Linked DNA regions of Gossypium arboreum: region 2 is linked to region 1. Evidence: chromatin contacts called from public Hi-C data. All regions are on one chromosome and are shown on one strand. Each heading gives the region's core, a stretch centred on a gene start, on an enhancer-like site or on the middle of the called end of the contact. The rest is flanking DNA. Distances are from core to core; before and after follow the strand shown.

Evidence for each region. A called contact is a pair of places that touch in the nucleus more often than the background predicts.
Region 2: a contact with region 1 is called in a Hi-C map of leaf, with 2.8 times the contacts expected there. The contact joins the promoter of LOC108481069 here to the promoter of LOC108480511 in region 1. A contact is called at or near these places in 2 of 5 Hi-C or Micro-C datasets (both in leaf).

What each region holds. Positions count from the first base shown.
Region 1 is chr1:16,521,111-16,523,810 of ASM2569848v2, reverse strand. It overlaps LOC108480511 (probable pectate lyase 18), which reads left to right and starts at 1,336. Exons shown (of 3, transcript XM_017783534.2): 1 at 1,336-1,535; 2 at 1,625-2,365; 3 at 2,445-2,700. The coding sequence starts at 1,402.
Region 2 is chr1:16,669,064-16,671,763 of ASM2569848v2, reverse strand. It overlaps LOC108481069 (protein JINGUBANG-like), which reads right to left and starts at 1,260. Exons shown (of 1, transcript XM_017784244.2): 1 at 140-1,260. The coding sequence starts at 1,247. The coding sequence ends at 153.

The sequences.
Region 1 (2,700 bases), core at 87-2,586:
CAACTAGATTCGGAGGCTTGCCAAAATATTGAAAGGATTTGAATAAAAATATAAACTTAAAATGTGGAATTGAACAAAAAATGAGACCTATTTTTTAAATAGGTTAAACCTCAAGTAAGCTTTTTTTTGACCCAAACCAAACCAGGTCAAACTTAACTCAAATACACTTATAAATTTAAAAGATTTTATGGTCAATGTATTAAATAATTACTCAATCCTAATATAGTTTAAAAATTTTCCAACAGCAATTTTTGTTCTTATAAAATTGACCATTTGGTGAGTTTTCCAAACTGACATTACAACATTTATGAAGCCATTAACTGAATTTTAATTCATAACTTCCATCTTCTAATGTGGGTTTTCAATATGAAGTTTTATAATGTTGATATTTAATAAAGACAACACCATTATTTTCACCCTTTAGCGACTAAATGAAGCAACCTTGTAAAAACATTAACCAATCAACCAACAATCTCGAATTTAAGTTTAGTAATATTCAACCATATCCCATCCTTTGAACACTTTTTTATGAAATAGCTGCCATAACCAAATATGCTAACTAACCCTCTTCAAACTTACAATCTAGGTGGAAAACACCTAAAACAACAACCCTGAAAATGATTTGGGTAAATTACAACATTATCACATTATAATTTGATCACTAAATTATTTAAAAGTTTTCATTTAAGTCACTGAACTATTCAAAAGTTTTCATTTAAGTCATTAATTTTTCTAAAGTTCTACCAGTGAGCTCCAAGCAATGAGCCAATGATCAATATGGTGGATCAGTATCGATCAACAAGTAGAACAACATACGTTAGATCCAAATTGTTATGACTGTCAGTGTCGGATATCAGAAAAAAAAGTTGTTTAAATTTTTAGTTTGCAGATTCATGATATCCAAAATTGTTTCATGAAAAAAAATTTTGAACTGTAAAAGAGAATGAGAAAAAGAGCCTTTGATTAATGTATGCACTACGAACAAAGAAAGTCATATAATATCATTTTTTAACAGCCTAATGACATGAATAGTTCAGTGATCAAATTCTAACTATTTTTTAATTAAGTGATAAAAAAATTTAGTAAGTAAGCATTGTAGTTTACCCTAATATTATTTTAGTTTTATAAAAATTTAGACAATCTTTTTATATATTTTTCATGTAAAGGATAGTATTTCAACTTTTGACTATTTGGAGCAGCTTTGTTGAGGGCATTGCTTAGCAGTCAAAAACTACCAACAGGGAATTCCGTAAAAACCTGAAATCACCGAAGCATAGACGACCCTACATGTTTAGTTTAATCACGCCATTGAACAAGGCTTTTAATCCTCTTTATAAACACCCCCTTCTTCTCAACCTCCCTCCACCACCTTGCCTCACAAAACAAGCAAACAAAGGTAAAATGGCAAGGACAATGGCAATGGCGATCCCTTCACTTCCTCTTCTCTTCCTCTTTACATTTCTGCTTCTACTCCCACTTCTCATTTCCTCTTCCCCTGTTCAAGACCCTGAGCTTGTAGTCCAAGATGTTCACAGGTAAAGAAACTACACCTCCACTTTTCCATTTCCATGTCATCTCCATTAATACTCCAAAGGAATTAACTTTTGTGGTTTTTGGGTGGCAGGGCCATCAATGCGTCCAGGAGGAACCTAGGGTATCTCTCCTGTGGAACCGGCAACCCCATTGATGACTGCTGGAGATGTGACCCCAACTGGGAGACTAATCGCCAGAAGCTAGCTGATTGTGCCATTGGGTTCGGCAAGAACGCCATTGGCGGAAGAGATGGTAAGATTTATGTGGTCACTGACTCGGGCGATGATGACCCCGTTAACCCCAAACCAGGGACATTACGGCATGCGGTGATTCAAGACGAACCGTTGTGGATCATTTTTGCTCGTGACATGACCATTCAGCTAAAAGAAGAGCTGATAATGAACTCATTCAAGACCATCGACGGTAGGGGCGCCAGCGTTCATATTGCAGGGGGTCCATGCATTACCGTTCAGTATGTGACCAACATTATCATTCATGGACTCAACATACATGATTGTAAACAAGGAGGGAATGCTATGGTGAGGGACTCCCCACGTCACTATGGTTGGAGGACCATATCAGACGGTGATGGTGTGTCCATCTTCGGTGGTAGCCATGTTTGGGTTGACCATAACTCCTTATCAAACTGCAAAGACGGCTTGATTGACGCTATCCATGGCTCCACCGCTATCACCATTTCCAACAATTACATGACTCACCATGATAAAGTCATGTTATTGGGACACAGTGATTCGTATACTCAAGACAAGAACATGCAAGTCACTATTGCCTTTAATCACTTTGGTGAAGGCCTTGTCCAAAGAATGCCACGGTAATAATAATATTGCTACTATGGTCAATTAGGATAAATATCAATAACGGATTACTTATATATTTTTTCGGAATTACAGATGTAGACATGGGTATTTCCACGTGGTGAACAATGACTATACTCATTGGGAAATGTATGCCATTGGAGGAAGTGCTAACCCAACAATAAACAGCCAAGGGAATAGATTTACTGCACCTAACAACAGATTCAGCAAAGAGGTGACCAAACATGAGGATGCACCGGAGAGTGAATGGAAGAGCTGGAATTGGAGATCGGAAGGTGACCTAATGGTAAACGGTGCATTCTTTATCGCGTCGGGTGCTGGCGCCTCGTCG
Region 2 (2,700 bases), core at 11-2,510, 150 kb before region 1:
TAATTGATCTAAGATTTCTTACTTCATCCTGACCAAATTAGCTGAATTAAGGTTGGGATATTTATTAACTCAGCTATGAAATCATGAGTAAAAAGTAGAAGATTTGATATACATACAATATATAAGTATACAAACAAAATTATACAGAAAAATCAAGCAAGTTTTATTGAATTCATGGGAATTTTAAAGTTAGAACATATTGAGATCTCCCAAACCCTAATTTCTCCATCTAAACTTCCACTGCATATGGAAAACACACCCTCCAACACTCTTGTTTCAACTGCTACCAACGACTTCACAGGTTTTTCATGTCCCTCCAGAACTATGCTACAATGGAACCCACCACCTTCTTTCCCACCACGTTGCCAAACCCTCACCGTCCGATCTGATGATCCACTCACAAACCATTCCCCTACGTTGATCAAGCATAATATCGCCCCTTTATGATCCCACAATGATTCCACATATCCCACCTCATTCTCATCATCTCTTTTCTCCCACACCAGGATTCTACCATCACTCCCTCCTGAAAACAATATCGATCCCTCGTCGTTTAAAGCAAGCGCATTCACCGTCGATTTATGCTTGTCCAAGGTTCCCACTAAATTATGCCGTCTCTCCGCCATTTCCCAGATTCTAATCAACCCATCGGCGGAGCCGGTGTAAACAGTTCCATTACCGGAAACAGCCAATGTGTTAACGGCGTCTTCATGAGCTTTAACAGACTCTAAACAACGTTGGTTCTTTACGTTCCATATCTTGAAACTTTTGTCCCACGAAACCGAGTACATTAACCCCTTGGCGTCATTTACCATCAACCCCGAAACTGTATCCCAGTGTTGGATCCAAAGCTTCTTCTTATGACGCCGTACGTTAACGTAGTTCTTCGGCAACATGAAATTGAGGAACTTGTCTTTAACGGTGGGGAGAGTAGAGATATGCTGGTGGTTTTTGTAAAGGGTATCGATTTTCCAGATCCTGATCTTGCCGTCTTGATGAGCGGTGAAGATTTTGGTTTGGTTGAATGCGATGGACTTGACGAACCCGGTGGTGGGATCGTGGTTAAAAGAATCGACAAAGGAGTGATCGGATAAACTATAGACGCTGATTTCGTTGGCAGAGGAGGCGTAGAGGAGGTTAGCGTGGACGGCCAGGCAGTTGATATGGGAGCTCGGGGTTTTGAGAGTGGCGATGCGACGATGTTTCAGTGTTTGAAATGAGAAAATATTAGGGAATTGTGAAGACATGTTTCTGTGCAGATGGAGCAGCAAAAATGGTGTATGATTGGGTATATATAATATATAAAATGGCAGAGTGGGAAGGCTAGACAGGTGGGAAGTGTTGATTTGAAATGATGGGTCCCAATAAACTTTGATTTGCGGAGGTCTACATATTTTTCAGTGGACCCTGAAGTTGGTAATCATAGAGGTCACCTTCTAAGTTCTAACTCCATAACAACCATTTTAATGGGAGTTCTGTATTTTAATTTCTTAGGGTTTGTTTCACCGTACATGCAATGAACCAGGATATTTTTGTAAAAGCGATTTCTTTGATATCATCTTCCATTATATAAAATAATTATAAAAGGTGCAATGTTTTATGCAATTAAATATAAATCATGTTATACAAAATATTATAAAATTGGTCCCACTTACATCATATGAGTTCAAATCTTTTTTTCTCTAGTTAATTTGTTTAATTGTGTAATATGTTGAGTATGTTGTGGTATATGAAATATTGCAAGATAATTCTATAATGTTATTTTAGTTAACAAAATATTGTGTAATTAGAGATGAAAAACTTATTTTGGAAAGCTCACCTAAAATCTCTAATCAACGCATTCAATATTTATATTTTAATTTAGTTCTTTTTGAATTTTGAAGTATCAATTTTATTCAAATAGTAGTTCAAAATTTGTTATTAGTCGTGGATTTAATTCACGTTCTTCAATTTGATCACTTTTCTTTAGAGATCAAATTGATTACTTTTAATTCTTATACTTTTTAATAATAGTCATTAAACTATTAACTAAAATCACATAATTTTTTGTGAATATTATGTGTAAATAATTAACGACATAACATGACATTACATTACACATATGATAATATTTTTTCCACATAATATTCTAAAAATACCATAATTTAACTTAATAACTTTAAAGCTACCATTTCATCAAGACTATAATTCCAAAATTTAAAAAAAATTTAACCTTTTAAATATTGTTTAAGTGTAAATTGGTGACAAAGTTTGAATATAAATATAGTTAAAGTAGGGAAGTGTAAATTGCTGACAAAGTTTCAATTTGGTTTGGCATTTCGAACTTGTCTCTTTTATCACACTTTCCATTATATGTTTCAACGGTTGTGTTTTCATCCCCTAAAAGGAACATGGACTAGCCATCCAAAACATAGTGAGTAGATGTGTTCCATTTATGGTTCAATTTTGAATTTATTTTTTTTGAAATTTGAGGTGGACTGCATTTCAATATCTGAAAAATATATAATGTTAATATATCTTTATAAAAATATAAAAATTATCTAAATTTATCTCCAACCAATCAAATTAAACGAATAATTCGACCTATAGAGAATGAAATTGGAAGCAATGATTAAAGAATTTTTTTAACCAATAAAAAAGGGGAAAATAATACTGTTTGGTTTGTTAATTTTTTAATCTCAAAAAGGGGTTAAAGAAGCT